2 separate regions of the Macaca mulatta genome follow, and region 1 is linked to region 2. Evidence: chromatin contacts called from public Hi-C data. All regions are on one chromosome and are shown on one strand. The core of a region is the stretch at or near the end of the contact, and the rest is flanking DNA. Distances in the headings are between cores, read along the strand shown. Region 1 has its middle 41 kb from the start of MIR1284. Region 2 overlaps FOXP1 (forkhead box P1).

Evidence for each region. A called contact is a pair of places that touch in the nucleus more often than the background predicts.
Region 1: a contact with region 2 is called in a Hi-C map of liver, with 4 times the contacts expected there. The contact joins two enhancer-like sites. A contact is called at or near these places in 3 of 14 Hi-C or Micro-C datasets (fetal cortex germinal zone, fetal cortical plate and liver).

Annotation. Positions count from the first base shown.
Region 1 is chr2:135,077,480-135,083,024 of T2T-MMU8v2.0, reverse strand. No RefSeq gene overlaps it. Among named protein-coding and RNA genes, the nearest start is that of MIR1284, 41 kb to the right of the region's middle. Within about 2 kb of position 2,829, at least 24 of the 40 cell types and tissues checked have an H3K27ac peak or open chromatin away from gene starts, as enhancers often do. A contact at or near this core is called in liver, where this site is marked.
Region 2 is chr2:134,555,999-134,561,913 of T2T-MMU8v2.0, reverse strand. All of the region lies in intron 5 of FOXP1 (forkhead box P1), which reads left to right. Among named protein-coding and RNA genes, the nearest start is that of FOXP1, 430 kb to the left of the region's middle. Within about 2 kb of position 2,138, at least 24 of the 40 cell types and tissues checked have an H3K27ac peak or open chromatin away from gene starts, as enhancers often do. A contact at or near this core is called in liver, where this site is marked.

The sequences.
Region 1 (5,545 bases), core at 1,580-4,079, 520 kb before region 2:
CCACTTCTGTGGTGATGGGTCTGAAATAATTTACTTCTGTTAACAACAACAACAACAACAACAAGACAGAGTTCTTACAGCTTTCCAAGTCACGTTTCAGAAACACATACTCTGCTTCCTTCTTTATGCGTATTGACAAAAGTGAAAGAAATACTAGTGTCTTTTGTTTTATGTATGTATATTTCAAAACATTTAATTCAGTCTCTTAGTTTATTCCTTAGAATTTCTAAATTCAACCAAACTTCAAAAACCGCAAAAAGAAAAAAAAAAATCTCACCTTTTCAAAGAATTGGACAAAGCTTTTTGCACGTGACTGATCACTGGGCGAGCAGGTAATTTGTGTTAAACAACGGACTGACATGCTAGCCCCCAGGCGTTTTCCTAAGAGGAACCGTGGCAAGAACACAGTTCCTGATGCAGCCACTTTCCCCCAAAGTGGACTCGACTGCACATTCCTGCAGTGGCTCTGACAAGGAAGGGGGCAGAAGCTCGTCCCTCATTCACACTCTCCTGATTCCGAGAAACGGGAGAAAACCCCTCGCTGGCTGGCGGGGTTTCTGTTTTCCTTGCAAACAGGGGTTTGTCCTTCTGCTGAACTTTCACCTCCCGAACTCGCCTTCTTTCATTGGACAAAGTGCAGAAAGAAAGAGGATAGACCGAGGGAGGACAGGAGAGGAGAAAGGGGGTTGAAAACACCACCTCCCACCTCTCTCTCCTTCAACTGTCACTGATGGCAAAACACTTTCACTTTTAACTGGAGGAAACTCACATCCTAGGCTATCCTCTCCCCTCCCTTTCATATTTTAAGCTAAGAATCCAAGCAAATAGCCATCGCATTCCCATCTTCGTCCGTAGTTAACACTCTCCCTTCTCGTTTTTTCCGCTGTCTGAATGGGCCCCCCCATTTCCCATCTCCTGAGGAATCTCCCCCTCCGCCCCCATGCCCCTTATTTTCCAGGTCTTTCCTGCCAGATCCCTCTGTTGCCAGGGACTGCTCTGGCGTTCCCTTCCTCTCTCTGGTCCGCGGGGCTCTGCCTCCCTCTCCTCTTCCCAATTCAGCCTGGACGCCCCTCACTTCCCCCTCCCTGGATCCCTCCCCCCAACCCCCGCCCCCCATTCTTTGGCAATTGCGATTTTTTTTTTTTTTTTTCTGGGAGCCCGGTTGTTTACCCAGCAGGTGGATGTGACGTCAGGGACGCACAACAGCAAAAAATAACAACATCTCCCTCCGCGACGTGTTGGCCTCTCTCGCGCGCCTTATTTATTTATTTGTTCCGGGATGTCGGGGGGGGAGGGGGGTGGGTGCCAGCGCCCCAGAGAACGGCAAAGAGGGAGGCGCTGGCGCTCGGGGGTCCGCTGGGGTGCCCGGCGGGTTGCGTGAGGCGGAGACGGGACCCCTGCGGGAGGCCGAGGATCGGGCCGGGGGGCGCCCCCGGGCCGCTGCTGCCCGCGCCTCTGCCGCCGCCGCCGCCGCCGCCACCGGCGCTGGCTGGGCTCCGGGAAGCTAGTCCGGAGCGGAGGAATCTATTGTTATTTATTGTGTGGCGGTTGCACGCTGTACTCGCGGCGGCCCGGCCCTCGCCCGGGAGTGCGTGTGTGCGCGCGTGTGTGCGCGAGTGAGTGTGTGCGCGGGGTGCGCGCGCGGGCGGGAGTGGGCGCGCGCGGGGAAAGGCCCGAAAACACCTTAGTTTGCACCGAGAGACCATTTGCAGCGGGTGAGTTTGTATTTTTCCATTTCTGCTCCACTTTTTCCCAAGCCGCCTCCTGTCTTGTTTCCGCCACTTTAAACAACAACAACAACCAGCACAAAAAAAAAAAAAGAAAGAAAGAAAGAAAAAGAAAAAAATGGAAAAAAAAAACAACTACTTTCCATCTCCAGGCTCCACGTGCATCTCCCCCAGCCCTCCCTTCTCTTCCTCTCCCCCCGGGTCGGGGCCCAGCTCTGGGATGGGTGGGGGCTGCGGGCCGGCGCGCGGGTGGAGGGAGCTCCGGCGGCGCCCGCACCCTTTGGGTTTATTTGCATAAGTCAAATGGGGGCGGGGGCGGTGGCGGTGGCGACTGCGAGGAGGCGAGATTGCCTCCCCGTAGGCCCCTTCACGCCTCTCTCTGCGCTCTCCACGATCGCCTTGGGGAGAGAAATCAATAAGCCCAGGCCGCCTGGCGCAACTTTAGATGCCCGGCGTTGGCGTTCGGTGGCCGCCTGGGCGCTGGGCCGGTGCGGGGTCCCGGGTCCTGGCCGCGGCGGGAGGGGGCGCGCGCCAGGCGCCTCCTAGGCCCAAAGTTTAGACTTGGAGCAAACTTTTCCCCTTCCGTCTCCGCGGGTGTGTGCCCCCTCGGTGCCCTTGAGCTGCCCCGCGGGCCTCAGCAGACTGACTGTGGCGCCTGGCCCTGGGCCCCGCACTGGGGAACTTCCCCGCTGCCACGCGCGCGTTACCCCGAGAGTCAGCGGCGAGGAAGCTCTCCCGCCACCCCCTCTGAGCCCGGAAAATTCAAACACGCACCTGCGCACCCCCAGCCAGACACGCACCCCTACGCGCGCTCGGCCCCCGCTTTCCCGAGACGAGTCCGCAACAGCAGTGGCCAGATCCACGGGCGGGTGCGGGAGCCGGATGCGCTGCGAGCAGTCGCCGCGCCCGGATCCCTCTCCCTCCATCACACACATTTTCTGATTTTACCCCCCTCTGAAGCTTGGGGAACGGGGAAATTTCCCAAGCTCCGATTTGTCCTGCGACGCGCGCGTGTCGCCTTGTTCCTCTGGCCCTGTCCTGGCGGCCGATGGCTCTCCGTCCCTGGCTTGCGCGCAGCGTTCCTCCCGAGCTCCCTGCGCTCTATTCCTGTCCCGCCGAGACGACTCCCTGGAGCCAGCGAGCCGAGGCGGCGTGCGCTTCGAGTGGGGACCACGGCGGTGGCGGCGGCGCCGGGAGCCGAGGAGTTTGCCAGTTGCCGCGGGGTCGCGGTCATTTGCTGCCTCCGCCTCCCCTCGCCCCCGCCTCCCGCCTCCCTCCTTTTCAGACAACGTCGCGCTCGGAAACTTAGATTCCTTCTCCTTTTTGGCCCTCGACGAGCCCCCCTCCCCACCTGTTGTGAGCTCCGCCTTGGTCCCGGGAGACTGGCAGTGACACACACGGGCGCTGGGGAGCTCAGCGCCCAGAAACAAAGTCGCATGGCCCCCTCCCAAGTGTTTCCTTCGAAATCGCTGCCTGCAGCCCCCCCATTCCCGCGCAGCTCCCGCCCCCTGTGAGAATAGGACTAAATAAACAGTTGTAACTCCAAACCTTGCGCCCGCGATCGTATCCCTATCCCACCCCCTTCCCCCTATTCCTCCCCCCCTCCTTTTTGTTGTTGCAACTTTGTGAGATCCTGGGGAAGGTGCTGAGACTTTGGCTCGGGCCGATTTCCCGGTCTCGGGATCCTTGCAGGGATTCCCTGAGCCGCATCCTCTCTTCCCTCCACGCGCACTCGCGGGTCCCCGGAGCCCGCTGCCCTCTCTGTCCTGTCCCCTCGGCCTACTCACCCGTCCCGTCCCCTTCAGTTCCCCCCAGCCTGCACGGGGAAGATTTGCTGAGGGTCGCCCCGGTTTCTTGTCGACCGCAGAACCCGAAAGTTTGCAAGAGGAAGAGAGCGCGCGGCGAGCGAGCGAGCGGGCCGGGGGCAGCGGCAGCGGCGCCGGGGACCATGGTGCTGCCGGCGCCTCCTCCGCGGGCGTGAAGGCGGCGCTCCTACTCCCTCCCCGGACTCCGCGGGTAAGTCGAGGCGGCCGCGGGCGCGGGGGCCAGGGACACCGGAGAGCCCCGGGCGGCACTAGAGGTTCTCCGTCCCCAAAGAGCCCGCCGGGGCGGCGCGAGCCTAGCGATAAGGCAACGGGAGCGAGGAATGTGCCCATCCTCAGGCCGGTAGGTGCTTCGAAATACTGGACTTCTTCCCCCCCACCCCCGACCCTTTTTCCCTCTTTCTTTCCTAAACCCGAAAATCTGTAGATCAAAGTTTAGCGTGGAGTGTAAAGTGCTCCGATAAAATATGGTGACATCTTCGCCCCCCTTCTCACCCCACTCCCCTCTTATAACTATTAATTATTTCCAAGTCATTGTGTCCAAATACCCTTGCTGGGCTGATTACAAAGTGTATTGATTTAGTCTGGGCTCATCCTATGCTTTCGTCTTAATTCATTTTCTTTTTGCTCTAACAGAAGACCCAAAATGAAACTTATTTCTTCCTCTTCTCTACCTCCCCACCCCCCAAGCCCTCATCTGTGAGGCTTGGGCAGAATAATGAAATTAATATAAACATTTCATTTGGTTGCATTTGACCTTCTCCAGTCCACTTCTGAGGGGCTGAAATTGCGCTCATATCTGCTCACAGGTATTTTCCAAGTTAGCATTTTCTTTTTTGTCACTGCTCTTTAAACAGGAATGCCGGAGGAGCATTCTGGATTCCCTTTGAAAGGCGTCTGTACATTCAAACCGTCTACACTTCACCATTGGTTGTACGTAGACTTAAGGGTTTAGGACTTGGACAATAGCTGAGTTGAGAAGACCTCAAGGATATTTAAAGGAATTTTTCTGCTACTGAAAATATATTGAAGAACCGCTGCAAAATTTTTCCATTCCATCCCCTTTCCCCCATCCCCGTTTTCCACAGCAAGAATCAATTTGGAGGGAGATGTGTAAACTAGAATTTTAAAAGAAATAGTAAGACTTCAGGTGTTTTCTACCCAGGGAGAGCCTACATAATTGAGAAAGAGGAGTTCTTGCTATTTTTCTGTTCCAGAGAGAAATGTATCAAATCTTTTTTAGAATTCCACTGGAGTTTTGATTCTCAAAGTGGAAATACCCATCCCTTTGGGTCCAGGAAAAGAAAACTCGGCTCACAGTTTCAGAAATTTGGAATGTTTTTTCTCCCCCCTCTCTGTCTTTCTATTTGAAACGTCTTACAATTAAAGAGCAAGAAAAATACAAAAAAGGAACTCAACTAGTTACCATTCAAAAGGTGTCAGCTAAAATCTCACTGCAAAGGGAAAAAAAAAAGGTTTAACATCTTGCCACTGGCTGCATCCCCCACCCCCCTTAGACTTTGGATTAGTCATTGTATGAGAGAGAGGGAGAAAAAAAAAATCACTTTTTTTTTTTTTTTTTTTTGGAAAAGTAAAGTAAACAGCCTCCAACTGCTGAACCTTGACAACCCAAATTAAGGAAGCAGGAGAGATCAAACAGAACTGCTGCTGGGTGGTTGTCAGGAGCTGCTACACGGAGAACCCTGGACTATTCGATCAAGCAGCAAGGCTATATGTTCACTTATGCAGAAATGGACCATTGCAAATGCTAATCTTTGTTGTGCAAGCGAAGGCTCACTTGGAAGGAAATACTCAGCCCCTGTCTGGGCAGCATTTGAATTCCTTATGGATGCCGAGTCGCTAACCAAGTTATTATTATTTTTTAATGTATCCTTCTTTATGAGGAGAATGCCACCCAAAAATGTATTAAAGGAATATTAAGTCGTCCAGAGGCTGTCTTGCTACCAAGAACTGTGCAATGGAATTCTTTTTACC
Region 2 (5,915 bases), core at 889-3,388:
TAAGGCTTGTCTCCACAGCTGGGTCATGAGCGTCTGTAATGTTTTTTGTTTGCTTGTTTATTGTTTGTTTTGATGCACCTGGAGACTATTAGCTGATAAACACTGACCTGCAAAGGAGTTAGTCCACATTCTAAAAGCATGCATGAGTTTTATAGATGCCTCATGAAGAACGTAGTTTCTAAAATAAAAATACATTGCATATTCAAAGTACATCCCAGTTTTTGTTTATAAACATTAAAACTCAATTTTAATACTTTGGGAAAAAGAAAGTCACTTAGGCGTTTTGAAATGATTCTTTCCACTTTCTCCCTGTACATTGGTTGGACAGCACTTCCTTTATTTTTATTTCCTGCCGTTGGGGCTCTCTGCCAGCCCCTCCGGAAAGAGCACCTTGTCTCTTTAAGAGTCAGAACTCTACTGATAATCAGGGGACTTTCTGGCAGATTTAAGGCCCTTCTACCCCCCAGAAGCGCCCTTGGTTCTCTGTTGAATATTCATGAGAGGGTGGGGTCACATTTTGTGACCTGAAAAAATCCCATTAATAAATTTGGTATCTGACACAAAAACACTTTAGGGTGAAGAGCGATCTGCGCTGTGCCCATTTAACATCTGATCATACGTTGATGGTCACTTCGCGCTTGTCTCTTTTACAGCCAGAGTAAAGAGGGAATTGTCTGCTCCCCGCTGACCCTGTTGAAATTCAGGCATTTGCTTGATTGGAAATATTACCAATATTCTTTATGGTTTGTAGTAACCTGCATTTAATACACCTCACATCAAAATGTACTTTCAAGTAAAACTCCTGGAATTACTGGGTCAGATTTTGTTGCCTTTTTTTTTTTTTTTTTTTTTTTTTGAGGGCAAATAGGTATTCATTGATGTCACATTATTCCTTTTCCTCTAATATTTTGAGAAAAAGAATAAAAATGTGTGTGTGGATTTTGTGTGTGTGTCTTTAAAAAAATATACAGGCCAGGAAGTTTTTCTCCAAGTTTGAAGGTGGTAAATAGGTGATTTTTTAGAGTCGCCGAAACGGACTAGATTAACCTGACGCTTAAATCGTGTCAGTTGAGCCAACAAAGTTTAGCATATTGTTGACTTTTTAAAAAAAACACTGTAACTCAGCTTTCAATAGCCTGAAAGAGCAGTGACTATTTCTAATAGAGAAGGTCATCCTAAAGTGCTTATTGAGAGTAGGTTTTGTTGTTGCTATTGTTGTATAAATAAGAAAGGAATTTAAAGAATTATTTCTTAGCAAACGTGTGGCAGATGCTTTCTTCGGCAGCTGTCGTTCTAGAGGGGAAGTTGCCTGGTTCAGCGACGAGGCACGTTGTTATTTATTTCCACCCCGCGTCGGCTTAGTTTTCCTCGGTGCGCACTGGCACACTTTGGCGAGCCCGACTCTGGGAAAGAAAGGGGTGTGGGGAGGCCGAGGCTCTGTGAAACCCCCGACGTGAAGCGAAAGTTCTCCTCCCAGGGCGGTTTTCGAGGAAAGCGCTTCTCTGCGCTGTCTGGGAGACCCACGTCCCCTCCCGAAGCCGAACAGTTGCTTGGAGCTGTCGGCTTGGCGCCGCCAGCGCCAGGTGCCCCTCTTCGGCCTCCCGGGTTTCTCGGAAAGGTTAGGACAACTCTTTGTCAGTTTCAAAGACGAAACAAACACGCCGCCCCGCCGGCAGCCCCGGCCCCGCAGAGCCCCGGCCAGAGGGAGCGGTGCGCGCCGAGCCCGGCCGACCCAGACGTCAGCCGGAGGCGGGTCACCGGGTTAACAGCTATTAAGTGGAGTTGCTCTCCAGACAAAAGCAGGGTTGCACCCGAGCGTGATTTCACCTGCCGCGCGGAGGGGGCCGGGGCGCGCGGGCGCGGGGCGCGGGCCGCGGAGCCCATTGTGTGGGGCGCGGCGCGGCGCGGCGCGGGGTGTTTAGAGGCGGGTTGTGATTGGTGGAGCAGGGCGGGGCGGGTGGGCGCGGCGCGGCGCGTCTTGTCAGCCCGCGAGCCGGAGCGCCCCTGCGCGCGTGCAGTCCGCCTGCACGCCGAGGCCGCCGGACCCCACGCCCGGCCCGCGCGGGCGCCCCGAGCCCGGCTCCGCGCGCCTGGCGGCTACATGGAGAGTGTCAGGTTGGTCCTTCTGATTGATCTTTGCCGGTTTCGCTCTCCTTCCCCCGGCTCCGCGGCGCCCGCTTCCTGGGGGCCTCGCTGGGGAAGGCAGGAGAGCCCGAGGGTTCTGAAGTTGAGTCTTTTAAAAAATCATCCTCATCCTCGCTGTTTACCAACTTGGGTAGGAGTTGCGCTCTGGAAGTGGAGGCGGGGAGGGAGGAGAGGGGTAAGAAGGAGCTGCAGGCCTGTGGGTCCTGGAGAGAGATCCCCCCCCCACCCTTGCTCTCTGGCTCACACTCTCGCTCTCTTTTTTTAAATGTTCATGGGTGGGGTGTAGTTGAGAGTTGGAGGAAGTCCTGCTTGTGTGTTTCTCTCTCTCTCTTTTTCGTTTGCGATTCATTTTCTGCCGGTCTGGCCTTCACGCAGCCACTTTGGTGAAGCCCTCGCCATCACTCCATTCGGGGGACGTATCTGGGGTGTGATTTCTGTCACTTTCAGAGCGTGTGAAATATACAAGGAGCCTTCCATCTCAATGTAACCCATGTGGATGTTTCTTTGCTTCTGATAGTTTGTTTCTATATCTGTCTAGGCTATTTTCAGCTTAGCTGTTCAAATTCGAGGAGTTCACACACAGTAAAGGGGGAGGGAGAGGCACAGAGCCCCACACCGGAGCAGGCGAGCGAGCGAATGGAACACTCTGGCAGGTTGGGGATTCTAAGCCTCTGTTGCATTACTTGGCTGGTTAATTAAGTAGTGAGCGGGGTTTGGGTTTGGACGTGCAGCAGACTGAGGAATTGCCACGGGGTACTCCCAGCTGAATCGGCTCTGAATGTAGCTAACTCAACTGTCAGAACTGCATGAAAGACGGTCAGTGGAAACGGGACTTTTATTTCCCCCCTCCCCAAGTGTGGTGATGGGAAGGAGAGGACCTTTAGGAAGTGGGTGGTAAAGTTTTAGAGCAAAGTACATATAGACTCTTCCTCTTTGGGATTAACTCCTTCAAGTCCTGACAGTTAAAAGTAAAATATCTAGTAATTTTATATTTTTGTCCAAACAAATCAAATGTTCTAATCAAACCAATTTAAAAATGCAAATCACCTCATTTCCATAGATTCCAGCATTCTAAAAGTGACACATTTGGGGGAAAAATTAAGCCTGATAACAGGAAATGTGAATCATACTATCAATGACTAATCTGCTTAAGAAAAAAAAATAAGTTACATTTATTTTATCATTAGGAAGGCAGTGTTAAGCCAAATTTTTTAAAGTTTAAAGCAAGTGCATTTTTATTTTAAAAGCGGCCCTGTTTTGCTGTTTTTATTTGTTTGTTTTCATATAATGAGTTTTCCAAGAGGAATGTATATATGCAATCAGAGGTGGTTTATGTGGTAAAGAGCGCAAGCTAGCATGTTAGTGCCAAAGAGCTGGAACATGATCACATTAAGATTCTAGTTTAGGGTTTGATGTGTGTGTTGCTGTTACTGTTGTTTAAAAGAATACAAAGCTTCCTTGGTTATTAAGATTGACCACTAAGTAAATCAGTTGAAGACTGAAGCACGTTGTCCTAATTGATGCCCTTTGCATAAATTGAAAAAAGGTCTGTATCTATTTTAATGTGATTCTTTGTAGCTGCCTGACACATTTCAGTGAAAAGTGTGTAAAAATGAAACCAAAATACAGACTGCCTACCCAGAGACACTGGCTGACTTACTGTAGGATGTGATAGAGCTGAACTGAAAACGCATTGGGCTGACACTTGATAATCAAAGTTGATTTATTGTTCATTAGTACTGCATTAGCCCTTTCAGGCAAGACAGTTATTTGTGTAGTGGCCTGTCAAGAGTGAGACTGCAAGCACCTGTCATTTCTAAGGCATGAGATAAGCAACCAAATATTAAGAAGATGCAAATAAAAATAAATTTGACTAGGTAAAGGGGCACATAGTAATACATTTTTTTCTTTAAAAAAATAGTATGGATCAATACCAGCCCGTAAGAAAGAAATCTATTGAGGATTATTTTTTAACCCAAAGAACGACTTACAGAAGGAAAGTAATGGGCTTTATATTCACCCGTTTGCCTTAAGAACTTTGTTTCCTGCCCAAATGTTTAGCTTGTCTGACAAAAAGTTGGTTAGTTAAGGAAATGAGAAGCATAACATGTCAATTATCTAATCCGAGTAATTTAGGTAAGGTAGGTTTTTGTTTGTGTTGTGTTAATGAATATTTTATTAAATGAAACTTGTAAGCATGGGTTGATTACATGAAAATGTGATGGCATCATGGCTAAGCTATGATAATGTCGGCTAATAATGTCAAGTGCATTTTCTGCAACATGTATCACTCTCGATTTTTTTCTTCTTTCCCTGGAAGGGAATGATCTCATGACATATAATAGAAAACAACCTAAGTGTCAAAAGAAAACAAAATTAGCGAACTTTTGTCTGCAGCCATAGAAACGCGGATTAACTCATATTTTTCCAGGGATGGAATGGAAACATTCTGCATGAGGATATATAGTGTATTGTCTTCTCTGAATTTTCATTTGACAGGGATTTTAGAGGCTGTGATCTTAATTAAATCTCAACTAGCTGAAATAATGCATCTAAAGGCATGCAGTGTTGCGTAACCTTGCTCAGTTGGTAAACCATAAATCATCAGAAAGCTTATGATAGGAATGGTTGGTTTGAATTTTTTTTGTTGTTGTTTGCAGTTAAATGTACCTTGAAAAACAAAACCCTCACCATCACTGCCTTGCATGTACACGTTGTCAGGACCTGTCACTTGAAAGATAAACTCTTTTATGACACTGACCAGTTCTACAACTTCTTAGCCAACCTCCACACAATTGGAAGATACCGTGAAATTAAAATCGAGATTAATTAAAAACAATGAAAGTTCAGGTTTGTCTTGGTTAATGTGGCAGAAACATTGTTTGAGTTACTATGTTTCTGAGACAATCAGGAGAGAGTGTTGTGACTAGCTTCTCAGTCTGTACTAAAATTTGAGTAAAATTTGAATTGACAAAATGAAGGTTGGAGGAATTTATTTTATTATGTGGTTTAGTTGTAGATGAACATCACTAAAGAGAACCTGAAAACCATGTTCTTGGTAACTGGGCAAATATAGTGGTCAGTTAGATTCCACTTCAGGTAGTTCATCATTCCTTGATTTGCAAACAAGGGATAATGTAGCAACAGTTGATCGAGAAGGTTAGAGTAAATAAATACATAAATCGTGTCTCTCTGTGTGTTACATTTTAAAATATGCATTTAATGACAAGGAATTATTAAACAGCTTTATTAACTGTCTAGGTTTCATAAATTATAATGCTTGCAAATATTAGGTTATTTACTTTTAGTGCCTCAAATAGATAGTTTTAACTGCTGCAGTTTTTGATTTATATGTATGCTTGAGGAGAAGGAAATACCTACATATAAAAGTTGAGAATGCTGTTTTGTGATAGCTTGATTTCATGTATCTTTGCACATAACATTTCATGTAAGACTAGAAGTTACATTGCTGATGGGCTGTAGCTCTCTTGGGGCAAAAGGGTAGCTTTATGTGTATCTGTGTGGCTAGATTTGGGGATAGTCTTAACACTGTTAGCTAAATTTGTTGTTTGGTAAAAGGTTTGTTTTCTTGGAAGCAGCGTATCTCTGGACTCTTGTTTTAGTCCTTTCAGAGCGTGCAATACTTCCCTCCCACCCCCACCAAGTGGCATTTTGCATTCAGTCTTATTCTCTTTCATTTAGAAAAGAAAACTCAGGTGTCTCTTAGCTAAACAATCCTTTGCAGATTGTGGGGACTTGAATCATCTGAG